Regions from separate parts of the Mus musculus genome. Here region 2 is linked to region 1. A link is a contact called in public Hi-C data. All regions are on one chromosome and are shown on one strand. The core of a region is the stretch at or near the end of the contact, and the rest is flanking DNA. Distances in the headings are between cores, read along the strand shown.

What was found. Hi-C and Micro-C count contacts between places; a contact is called where the count stands out from the background.
Region 2: a contact with region 1 is called in a Hi-C map of the N1E-115 cell line, with 4 times the contacts expected there. The contact joins two enhancer-like sites. A contact is called at or near these places in 2 of 15 datasets of contacts at CTCF or cohesin (the G1E-ER4 cell line and the NIH/3T3 cell line), 9 of 484 Hi-C or Micro-C datasets (the G1E-ER4 cell line, the N1E-115 cell line, bone marrow-derived macrophages and 5 more) and 5 of 115 datasets of contacts at active chromatin or transcription factors (astrocytes, bone marrow-derived macrophages, large pre-B cells and 2 more).

The regions. Positions count from the first base shown.
Region 1 is chr2:6,263,656-6,270,240 of GRCm38.p6, reverse strand. All of the region lies in intron 3 of A230108P19Rik (RIKEN cDNA A230108P19 gene), which reads right to left. Among named protein-coding and RNA genes, the nearest start is that of Gm13383, 3.9 kb to the right of the region's middle. Within about 2 kb of position 2,475, at least 164 of the 459 cell types and tissues checked have an H3K27ac peak or open chromatin away from gene starts, as enhancers often do. A contact at or near this core is called in the G1E-ER4 cell line and the N1E-115 cell line, where this site is marked.
Region 2 is chr2:6,399,302-6,405,710 of GRCm38.p6, reverse strand. Usp6nl (USP6 N-terminal like) reads right to left here. Exons shown (of 15, transcript NM_001080548.1): 5 at 5,392-5,431. Among named protein-coding and RNA genes, the nearest start is that of Gm13388, 35 kb to the left of the region's middle. Within about 2 kb of position 2,135, at least 62 of the 459 cell types and tissues checked have an H3K27ac peak or open chromatin away from gene starts, as enhancers often do. A contact at or near this core is called in the G1E-ER4 cell line and the N1E-115 cell line, where this site is marked.

The DNA of each region.
Region 1 (6,585 bases), core at 1,226-3,725:
ATATCTCACTACCATGTTATTAAAGGCCTAGCTAGCATGTCTATCTTTCAACCAGAAATTAGACAACAGACTCACAAGTCACATGCCCACACTCACACATGGTCCACACTCACACCCGGGCGCACACACACACACAAGCACATGCCACACAACCGAGAAAAGACAAAGAGTTCCAGAACAGGTCAGACACGTGGCAAGATCATGGAGGTTATCTGATCAGAAACATAAAATTGTGATTCATACACCGAGAACTCTGTGGTGGCTATAAAGAGCTTTCCCTAAGAGGCTGATATGACAGAGGCTTGGTAGCAGCTAATAAAAGTGATCAAATACTGAAGGCTGTGATTTCGTCAATGGATGGAGCCACTGATGAAGTCATAACTCAACAGCCTTTAGCAGGAGATGGTTGGAGGTAGGGCCTAGGTGGAAGCAGTAGTAGGTAGGTCAAGGGGAGGCGCGTGGGGGCCTGTTCCAGTGAGTCTTGCTCACAGTGGAAGGCGGTTGGTACTAAATCTAAGCGATCCCCTTTGAGATACCTCAAACTTTCTTTACTCTTATGTGATAAAAAGAGTGGAGAGGAGCCAGGGCTGGAGAGATGGCTCAGCCATTAAGAACACTCACTGCTTTTGAAGGTGACCCAGGTTTGATTTCTAGCACTCACAGTCACTAACGATCCTCAGTAGCTCCAGTTTCTGGGGACCAGAAGCCTTCTCTGTGTGTTGTATTAATTATTTAACACTACTCCAATCTGGCGGCTCAGATTGCTCACCACCCGCCAAAATGCTCAGGATGCTAGGATGAAAGACAGACACACAGCAGCCTTCTCCTAATATGCCTTAAACTTCACGATGGCTGGACCACTCCCAAACTTTCACATTGCTAACTCCTCCCCTCCAATACTCCTGAGTTATTACTAAAATCTAAATTCCATCTTTGCTACCCGAGACCCAAATGGGCGGTTGGGGAGGGGGGCTGTGCTCTTACCTCTCCACCGCTCAAGCTTGAGCTCTCTGCTTCCCGCACATGACGATTCTAAAGCCTTCCTCTTCTCTTGATTCTCTCGCTTGGGAGACTTAAGTCCCACCTCTGTCTCTCTGCCCAGCCATTTGCTGGCAACTTTATTTACCAATTAGACCCAACTAGGGGCAGGGCCCTGCGGCGTCTTACACGTAGATGTGTGAATTCCCGTGTACTTAGGGGACCCAGTTAACATAACGTAAGCAATAAACCAAATCTGCAACATCTGTGGCCTCTGTGGATACCAGACATGCACGTAGTACACAGACATCCATGCAGGCAAGACACTGATAGACATAAAATGAAAATAAATACATCTTTAAAATCTTTAAAAAGAATAATGATAAAGTTCTGACAAATCTCAAAAACAGTCTAGTAAGGGGGAGCAACATGAGGATTTGTGTGGAAGACGACACGGATGGTTTGTGGGGAGGCTGCTAAGACACATTCATTGGGAGCTGCAGGATGCCCAGGAAAGTGTTGCTGTTGGTGTGACATGTGGCTGGATGAGAATAAATGTGACCATGCAGACACACCCGACAAAACCTACACAGATTCAGAGCTGCTGCCGTACAACCACGGAGTTACCTGGAGAGGATGGTAGCAACTTGGCGGCTGCCAGAATTGTCTCACTCCTATCTGCAAAAACTCACAGGGTAAGAATTCATAAACAGTGGGACTGTATTTCTCACAGCATGTTTCTCTCAAGCTGGGGAGTTCAAGATGATGATGCCAGGGACTATGGTGTCTGGTAAGAACCATGGTCTTGGCTTTCAAAGGTAGTACTTTCAACTCTGTATCTTTCAAAGGTGACAAAGCCCAGGTCCTCATCGTTGGGGAGATGGAAAAAGACATGAGTCCTTTTATAAAAGGCCCTCATGTCCTCTCAGGAGGTCCCTAAAGTAACCCACCAGGAACCCGCTCTCATGCTCTCATGACTGAATCCCTTAGAGGCCCATCTCTTAATAATACAGTAGGAATTAATATTTTTCTACACCCATAGAATTACTTTCACGATGAGGATACATTCATGTCTCTCTTGTGCAATGAAAACTAATCTGAGGAGAGTGGAAAAGATAGGAACATGACATCTGTCTTCCTTAGCCGGATATGTGCTACAGATGGGACTGGCTGGGGAGCTACATGCTGGGAAGGTATGACTTCTCCCCCGAGAAACTGGATGAAAGTGCTGTCCCTCCTGGTCTCCACTTCTGAAATGGGCTCCTGTCTCTTGGGTCGCATCTCTGTTACCTGGGAGGTCCAGCTCTGTTCCAAACAGGCATGACATTTCAGCCCTATACCCACAGCCTCTGAATGAAGAGTGCACAAGCCGACGCTGGAATCACTGGACTACTGCGTATGTAAATGCCTTTGAAAAGTGACACACTTCCCTAAGTGAACAGAGTCTCACTGGCATATGATCATCCACACTACAGCAGTGACTCAACGTCAGGTCTGTGTTGGCCTCTGTCCAGTGTGGAGGTGGGGTTTGCTATGCAGCAGACACAGGCCAGTTCATTTCTACACAGCTTAACTTCCCTGTGCCGTTGGCATCTGTGGTTTTAGAACAGATTACTGAACTGGCGTTTTAACGAGTCCCCTGTGAGAGACTCTGTGAGTGACAAGGGCGGTGAGACTCTACCATCACCCTGGACCTGAGAAGTGACAGACATCGAAGGTAAAGCCAGGTCAGACTGGAAAACAAATAAACCAAAAACAAAGCACGCGTCTGGGGACAGGAAGAAAGGTGGGAATCCAAGAAGATTGGGTATCAGCAGGGTACTGCTTCCCCGGGAGATTTTTCTTCATGCTGCATCTTCTGCCTTTTTGTTTTTCCAGCTGAGAGGTTAACAGGAGGAAGCCTAGACAAGCCCTACATCTGCAGAGAATGTTCGGCATCGAATATTAACCACATTTCAAGCTTCTATTTCCTTTGGAGAGAGATAAAACATTTTCTTTTCATATCAATCCAACTAATGTGCATGTAAAAAATAATTTGCTGGCGGTGATTATAGTCACAGATGCTCTGAGTCAGGCAGCACCTTCCTTTCGTCATTAATTTAATGAATGGTGACTTCTACAGAGGGTCATGTGGGATTACGGTCTTGGCTCTCTGAAATTATCATAAGAAAATGTGATCAAATACTTAATCCCAAATCTCACTGTAACAATCAGAAGTGTGTGTGGTGCTTGTGTGTGTTTGTGTGTTTGCGTGGGTACGTATATGTGTGTTTAAATGTGTGTGTGTATGTGTGTGGTGTTTGTGTGTGTGTATTTGAATGTATATACGTATGTATGGTGCTTGTGTGTGTTTATATGCCTGTGTGTATGTATGTGTGTTTGTGTTTAAATATGTGTGTATGTATGTGAGGTATTTGTGTGTATGTGTGTGTTTGTATATGTATGCATATTTGTGTGTGTTTGTGTGTGTTATCTATTACAATCAATCACTGAGATTCTTAGAAGCAAAACAACCCCAAGTAAAATTCTCTTGTTTCTGTTGCTGATTCTTCTAGGTCACACACAGAGATAACAACACACTCTCGCATATAAATCTGTTTGGAGCTTTTCCTAATGGAAGTGTTGGAGAAACGTCTGTTGATTCTTTCAAGATCTCTTTGAGGTATTCCCTTACTGACACCTGTTCAGACCTCACTAGCCAACCAAGGTTCACAACCCAGCAGCCTCCACTGTGCAGTGAGGTTTGGTTAGAACAGGAGACTCTGCCACAACAAAACTTCCATCACAGCATCCCCAGCTGTGACTTACCACAACAAGCTAAGACTCCTCTGTCTGGCTTTCCTGGATTGCAGGATCCAGCGCCTCCAGCTTGTCTCATCTTTGTTCTCCCTGACCTGGGTGCTGGCCTTGACCCCAATATTTTGTTTCCTCCTTAGAGTCTCTAACTATGGGCATCCCAGGAAGAACACTCCTCTTTGTGGCCTTCACGTCTCTGCCTTGACCAATTCAGGTCCCATCAAAAGTCTCGCTTTCATCCACCATCCCTGTCTTCAGCCACTGAAGTCAGAAACACACCCATCCAAACCCCTGTTCTCAGAAGCAGCGGACTAGCTGGAGATTGGGGGGAGGGAAATGACAAAAGACACCCCCACCCCCACCCCTTAGCAACTGAGGTCAACTACTTAAGAGCCAGAAAACACAGGAAACAAACAAGAACTTCCTGGGTTAAACTGGTAAAGACTCCCTTTGCGTGGAACGATACTTCTGGATGCATTCGCACTGGGTACTTTCTTCACAGCTGTGACCAAATACCTAAGAGAAGCCACTCAAGAGAGGAAGGGTGTTAGCTCATGGTTTCAGGGGGATTTCAGTCCAACACGGTGGAGTTCACAGTGGCAGAGCATCAGGAAGCAGAGAACAAGAATGGAAGTAGAGTTAGCTGTTAGGGTCCTCGAAGGCTTATCCCTACTGGTCTACATCTGACAGCTAGCACCAGGTTCCCAAGATTCCAGAACCTCTCAAAACAGTGCCACAAGCAGGGACAAGTGCTCAAACACTTGTGCCTGTGAGGGACATTTTACATACAAACCAAAATAGTGAGTAATGGTAAATCCACCAAACATGTATGAGCAAGTCACACATTCACTGAACATGCATCTAATGAGTGTCTTTCAGGCACTTAGGATACACCGATGAATAAAGACATAACTCTTCCGAGAATTTACACCCTAGTGCTTTGGCAGGGGTGTAGGAAACAAAGCATATGCAAAGTAAGTACATATACTTAGAGCATATTCATTGGATGGCAAATCTACTTGCAAAAGAAAAAAAGAGGGATGGGACGAGCTTAAGGTAGCAACACAGGGAGTGCTGCAGAAGGGTGGGGATTGCAATGCTAAAGAGCCAGGTCAGGGAGGCTGCACCACAGAGGTGAGGGAGTTGGCCTTGGTATCTGGGGGAACAGCATTCCAGGCAGCTGTGGAGAGGGAGCTGGCATGAAGGAGCCCAGTTCGTCCTGTTCTCTTTTACAATCTCAGTGCAGACCCTTCATTCTTTTCATGCTTCAGTAAAGAACATCAGGGCTTCTGAGTGGTTTCCTTCTTCCTTCCTTCCTGATACTCTGCATGTCATGTCGGTGGACCTGACTTTCCAGCTACAACACCGTATCCTGAGGTGAAAATGACAGCCAGCCAGGAAGGGAACAGAAACACTGGACTGCAGCTTGCCAGCATCTGCTCTAAAGCAGGTCTCCAGGGAGACTCCTCAGACACCTCTTTTGGGTTGGATACATAGCTCAGTAGCCAAGCAAATGTTTCCACACACAAGACCCTGAATTCTGTCCTCTGTGCTAGAAGGGACATGAGCATCTGTTAACAGATTGATGGCCCATGTGACCAAAGTCTTTGGTTCCATTTTGGAAGCGTTTTCTCCAATTGATTTCATGATATTTGTTGATGTGACTAAATACTCGAGAAGCTTCAACCTCAAGAAGGAAAGGTTTCTTTTCCCCATGGTTCTGAGGACGCAATCCAACCTGGTAGAAAGGCATCAATGGCAGGAGCATGAGGGGTCTGGTCACATTTTGTCAACAATCAGGAAGCAGAGGAAGATGGGAGCTGGTGCTCAGTTGGCTTTCTCCTTTCTTACTGTCCCTTATTCAGTCTGGACCTTGGCTACTGAGAAGGTGTCACCCACATCCAGTGTGACAGATAACTTCTCTAGAAACATCCTCACAGACACACCCAGAGGTGGTATGTCTCCTAGGTGACTCCAGATACATCAAGTTGGCAATGCGGCTATCAGAAGATTCCTATAAATAGAAATGAGTATACTACAGAGAAAAGTAAGAACTATCCACTAGGGACTCTGATGGAAACTCGCTAAGTCTATGAGAGGAAGGAAGATAGTGTTGACAGGGGGAAGAAGAAAGGAGGCCAAGAAGCCTAAGATGCACTGCCAGAATGTGCCCCTGGGACTCTGATAAGACTGCTTCATGTTGCTGCGGGCTCAGGGAGATTCAACGTTCAAAGACAATCTTAATACAACGTCTGCTGAGTGAGAGATACCAGACACACCCAAGGCCAGACATTGCTGCACTTTACCTTAGAAATAAAGCTGCGAGTATTGGTTTTCACCATATGGAAGATGCTCAGAAAGTAGACGGTGGATACAAGTTACAACTTTATCTGCCCTGGTTCTTGGTGAGCTGTTATCATCCAACTGTGTGCAGTCTTTCAAAGACCACGGCAGAGAAATTTACCCAACCAGAGTCACCCTACTTCCTTAATTAGGTCAAATGTTACCTTAGCCACATGAGATGAAATTGTTATTTCTGTAAATGAAATAGGGAGCCCCAGCCTTTTCTTCAGGGTTCGGCTTTCTTGATAGGCTTATGGTTTACTTTTGTCTTTCACCCTGAAAATGCTGTCTTCTGCAGGACGCACTTCAGTATAACACGCCACAAGCACAGTCACCCACCCTCTGTGGCCTTCCCTTACATGCTGTGTCACTGGTACTGACAAGGATGGCTGACAAGGGATTTTTGACCAGGATAACAGAGAGGAAGCCACATGACCCTAGTCACTAGGGATGATATTCATGCAAAAC
Region 2 (6,409 bases), core at 886-3,385, 140 kb before region 1:
GGCAGCATTTGGGATGTAAATAAATAATTAATCAAGAAATTCAGCTGGGCACTCAATCTGCTACTAAGTAGCAGGTCTGTGACAACTGTCCACTGAGGAGAAACTCCAACATCTGAGGTGCTCCATAGTGTGCAAAGCATGACAGTAGTACACATTTTGGTCCTCCCATGTCCTACAGTAAGGACGTGTGAGTAAATGCTGCTGGGAGTCACCCATGCCTGGATCTCACCAGCAGAGGTCAGGAGAGGATAAGAAGAACAGGAGACCTGGCCACTGCAATGTGCGGTCACTTAGCAGTAAGCCTGGATGCAGGGTAAAACGAAGGCGTTCTTCAGAAGAAATAAAGGAGGACTGGCCAGATGGCGGAGGGTAAAACACTGGCCATCCACCACGCCTGACTGGAGTCTGACCTTCAGGACTCACACAGTGAAGGAAGAAGAGAACAAACCGCTCACTGTAAGCTGTCCTCTGACCTCCACATGCCCACCACAGTGGCACATGTGCACATATGCATGTATATGCACACACAAACAAAATAAAAAATTTAAAAATGGAAGGCTTTCATATTTTATATATTATGCAAAATACTGCACTGCATTTCATAGCTTTAGCTATGAAAATTCATAGTTTTATATACCCTTTCCTCCTTATTAAAAACATCAATAAGCTCAAGGAAATAATATAATCCATTATTAATATTGTTCTCTACTGGATAAATATAATGAGTGTGTTTGTTTATTTGTTTAAGTGCCTATTTGGGGGAACCCAAATTACTTTGCAAGCATCACATCAATCCTTTTGGGAGGGAGGATCACTGTCCCTATTTTAAACGGGAAACGCCCTACTATAGACCAAAACAGATGGGCAGAGCCACCATCACCTGCCAAGACAGATATCAGCACACTAGACTTCCTAAGCACCAAAGAGCACAGCTTCAGCTGCACACTGCAGAGTGGAAACTTCAGCAGGGCAACAACTCGTCCTGACCTAACTCAATGACAATGTACAGATAGATCTTTATCATGTGTCTAGCAACGGCAGAGCTCGGCCACTCGGTATAGGCGGACACTAGAGAATGCTAGTTTCTAACCTTAGACTACTTTGCCTGAGTCTAAGTTTATGTGTGTGTTTGTGGGGGGGGGGGGTATCAGACCACAGACCTGGTAAAATAACAGGCAGAGTCAGAGCCACAGGTCACCAAACCTAACAACCTGAGTTCAATCCCCAGTGCCCATCTGGTGGAAGGAGAGAACCAACTCTCACATGTATGCTGTGAACACACACACACACACATTTATGCAAGCATCACAAATGCAGGAACAAATATTCGAGACAGTCATCTAATAAGCACGTGCAGTGTGTGAAAGAACAAAGCACTGGAGCCCTCTGTCCCCCAGGAAAGGGCTGACAAGTAACTATACAAACAGTCCTCACTTTACTAGTGTAAGATGAAGAGGGTTTCAGGCCTGCTAGCCTACAACTCTCTATGGAGACCAGATGACCTCAAGCTCTACTATTTGTGCCTCTCAAGGCCTGTGAGATGCTGATAGCAGACAGGCAAATGAATGCTAAGATTTAATGAGCCCAGCCCCTGGGACCTGTTCTGAAACAGGCAGCCCTGACCCGCCACTGAGGACACAGGCACTAGATCACTACATAAACACCTGGAGTTCTCTATGCTAATGAAGTATCTAGATAGCTTCCCCCACCCCATCCCACCCCGCCCCGTAATGAACTTCTCTTCCGGGGAATTCCTTCCCAAAAAGGGTATTTAATCCCCGGTTCACCCAGAATAAAGTGTGTACATTCACACCCACCATCAAATAAACCAGTATGAATAAGTGGATCGCTGCAAGGAAGGCCTTCATCTTAAAGAGCCCCACCTAGAACTCCAGAGGAAGGCCTTCTCTCCTGCAGCCCCTCCAAACTCTGGAATCAAACCAGGCTCCATCCATCCCAGGCTCCACTTTTCCCCTCTCTGTCTGGCAGGTGCCCAGAGAAAAGGGCAGACCTGTGGATCCCAGTTCCCTCCCTCGGTGCTAGGCGGTACGCGGACAGTGCTAGGGTAAGCAGAGAGGGGCCTGGAAACCGCTGCAGACTCCCTGCTTTGCTAGGCGCTGCGCGGACAGTGCTAGGGTAAGCAGAGGGGGACCTGGAAACCGCTGCAGACTCCCTGCTTTGGATTTTGCCCTGCCTTCTCCGGAAGGCCTGCAGGCTGTGCTCTGGGCACCCCAGAGAAACAGGGCACGGTAGGACACTCAAGTGCTTAGATTAAAGGCATTTTAAATAAATTATTAAGGTATACATAGATTACTTTTTAGTGGTTCTCAATTATATTAAGCCTTTAAACAAGAAATTAATTAATTAAACGCATACTTGCACTGGATAAGAATTTTATTATACAGCTGAGTCTTATTTTAAAAAATTAAGCAAGCTTAGTTTTCAAGTATGTACCTTTTGCTAATCTGTCTTGCATTTCTTTTTTATTGGCATATTTCTTGACTAATAATCTATTTACTAGCTGGAAGACTCTAAGGATTTCTCAACCAAAAAAATTACAAATAGTGAAGGAGAGAGAAGTCAACACTAGATTAATACATTTTTATTTTGCCAAATCAATTAAGCTTTGTTTAAAAACAAACAATTTCAATTCTCTTCTCCCTAACCTTTCAAATGTAGGACACTGCAACAATTGCAGACTCTGTGTTAGCTTCTAAGTCAACATGCTTAATGCTATAATGAAGGATAACAACAGCCTAGTGTGAGAAACAGAGGGAGGGAGCGATCCTCAACATAAGTAACACATGAATGTGCAGACTCTAGAGAAAGGGAAAACAAAACAGACAACATGAGAGGAGGGGGAGGGGAGAGGGAGGGGAAGAAAATGAACACAAGGGGTAGAAGTTTCCAAAATTAGGTTAGATGACCAAGGACAGCCACATTCTATAAGTGACACTTGGATAACTTCTTGGAGAATGTAAAAGGGCTGAGCCTTGAAGCTGCTTTGAGGACAGCCAAACCCCACGAGAGAAGAAGCCAGTGGGACAGCCTTGCAGAGGGGCTCTGCTTCCCGCTCACACTCAGGAGACACCAGAGCTCAAAGAGTGGAGGTCATACAAGGGTAGAGAGTAAGCCACCCCTGCGCTCTGAGGACCATTCTTAACCCTTGAGTTTACTGCAGATGGAACAGGTTCTGATCAGAAAGTGTCAGGTTCTTAACCCATTTTAACAGGATCATTTTAATCGTTCACTGAATAGTAAGGCTAAGAGAAAGGGGATAAAGACTAAGGCAGGAAGACAGGAGGCTCCAGAGGAGAGCGAGGGACAGGGGAGCACAAGTGGAGAAGACACCTGGAGGCAGAGCTCACAGCACTGGCTAAGAGATGAGACGGGGTCGGAAAGTTTCAGACTCAAGAGAGAGCTGAGAAGACTATGGACTGGAGTCTGGAGGAAGGAGCCAATCTGAGGACCAGTATTAGGCCAAGGAAAAGATCAACATTCAGAATCTTAAAGTATGGTTGGTTTTTTTGTTTGTTTGTTTGTTTTTTGGTGACACAGAGGGCAGGAGAGAGGGAGGGAGAGTGGAAGGGAGAGAGGGAAGGAGGGAAGGAAGGATGGAAGGAGAGAAGGAAGGAGGGAGGGAGGGAGGGAGGAGGAAGGGAGGGAGGGAGGGAAGGAGGGAGGAAGACTACTGTAAGAGGGGTTAGAGACCATCTATAATGGCTACAATAAAATTTGAGGTGAAAGAAAAGATGAAGCTGAGGAAGGGGTCCTGTGGTGGTATCAGTGGGTCAGGATACAAGAAGTGGCAGGCAGAGGCTTGTTACTCTGTTATATTGCTGTTAAAAGTCCTGTCAAAGCCTCTTGGCTACGGCTATTACCAGAGAACCCAGCAGCCTAGCAGCTGCCTGAAAAAGGTGTTCACAGGTGGTCTTCATAGATGGAAAATAAAAATTCTGTTCACATCTTAAGGTTTTGCTACAGTTTTGATTTTTCAGAAAATTTTGATTTTTTAATTAATTTTTAATTTCATCTGCATTGTCTGAAGCTCAGCTCCCATCCTCAGAATACACAGAAACAAAATACCTTCACTTTCCATTCTCCGATTCATTTTAGGAGAGAAGGGGGAAGAGTAAGGAAATTCTAAGCAGCTGAAACTTCCCGTCCCTACTTCTCACGCACACCCAGGCGGAGAACCAGCTCCTCACTAAGTAGAGTGAAGAAATGTTTCAAGAAAAGCGGACAGGTTTACTGTGCCACTTGTCCTAGTCCTTAGAACGCTAACGTAGTTAACTGACCACAGGAAATGCTTCAGTCATGGCTTGGGGGAAGCTGGACAGAATCTCAGGGACAGTTGCTTTCTCAGAGCTACGGGTCTACAGTGCTGCTTTAGTATCCAGAGGGCTCGTAGGATGCTTGGGACGCTGTACTTGCAATGACTCACTGCTGTACCCAGAGATTACTGTAGCTGCCGGGCCTCCCTCGGAAGCTTCTTTTTTACAGTGGAAGGTGATAAACAGAGACTCACAACTGTTCGAGGTGTAGAGAATAGGAATTATGCCCTAAATGGAACATCTATCCCGCATCCCCTCCTCCAAGGCTCAGATACGATGATGGAAGAGTATAAGAGCCAGAGATGGTGGGTATTATAAGGAAATGATTTTCTAACTCTCTCAGCAGTTGTGACAGCATGCATGATGAGATCTACACAGGTTAAGCCAGACAAAATCCCATCATGGAGAGGGAGGTGGGCAAGAAGCCACACCCAGTTGCTAGCTAGGAAGCTATTGGCAGCTGATAGCTGTTGGGAGGGGAGAGACCATTTTCTTTAAGGGCTGACCATTCTCCAATAAGGCCACACATCCAAGAGTATGCAGGCAGCCAAAATTTGATGGGTTTAAAAACAAAAAGAACCCAAAGCTGAGTGGGTAGGGAAGGAGGGAGGGGCGAGAGGAAGGAGTGACCAAAATACACTGTGTGGACAGCTCAAAGAACTAGCAAACGCTGAGGGAAACTAGCCAAACAGAAACCATTGATGGTACGCATGCCTACTCGATGTGGATGGATGGACAGACAGACGGACGGATGGGCAGATGAAAGTTCCTGCCACAGAGAGGCTATTTCATACAGGTAGAATTTGAAGCTGGCGCTGAACATTTTAGAATACTATCTTTCTTCTTACTTTTAAAGAAAAATGAGAATTTCATAAATCCTCCTAAACCCATTTCATGCTTATTCTGGTTACTTTCTTAAGAGTGGTATCATTATGGTCAAATTCTGACGATGCCAGCCACATACAATACAGCACTCAAAAATGACAAAGGCAGATTCTATTCCTCTTGAGGCAATTCATCAATCAATAACTACAAATAAACAAAGAACCACACTTACCCGGTCCGCAGCTGCATTATGGTATGGGAGCTCCTCCTCACTGCAGAGAACAACAACAAACACGGAATGGTTGAGATCAGAGCTTTGTTTTGTTTTGTTTTGTTTTTCCGAGACAGGATTTCTTCCTATGTCATTCCTGACTCTAGAGAGATGTGTGCTTCCCGTTTCTACTCCACCAGATTCAACAGAAAATCCACCTGGTCTATTGTCGCAACATGCCTCACTTAAACACAGCGGTCACCAGCCTACAGGGAACAATTCAAAGTCTGTCTCACTACAACAATCGGACCACACAAAAGTCATGTATCAAGAGGCTGCCATACTCAACATTTCTATTATGGCAGCCAGTTCTGTTTTGAACAATCCTAGACCAGGGTTCAGTCACAGCAAACAGTAAATGTTTTAGGCTTCGTGAATCACAGCCTTTCTCATAGCTACTCCACCTCGACTGTACTGGGATGCCAGTCCTCACACATTAGGTAAAGGGAGCTCCACACAACTTCTACCAAACTAAGTGGCAAACTAGACACTAACATTAACATAAAGAAAAGAACCGAAGCTAGGCCTGGAGGGCCAGGACCAAAACCCCAGCTAATCAACAACTGCCTGGGTTGTCAGTGAGCTCAAAGCCTATATGGGCAACTTAGTGAGACCCTGTCTTGAAATAAAAATGTAAAATCAGAGTTTGGAAGTCCAGAAGAGATGGCTCAGCTTGTAAAGTGCTTGCTACACAAGAAAGAGGACCAGAGTTCAATCCTTAGCAACCAACACACACAAAGGTATGGGAGATTCACCGGGAAGGCACAGGCAGATCTCTGGGGCTCACTGGCCTGCCGGCCAGCCGGCCAGCCTAGTCTAACTGGCTGGATTACAAGGTCCAATGAGAAACCTACACTTGTAGAAGGAAAAAAATGATGGCTTCTGAGAAACATCCAAGGTTACCTCTGGCTTCTACATGCATGCATACACACATGTGAACATGTGTACACATGGACTCATATATTTGACTGACTGTGTG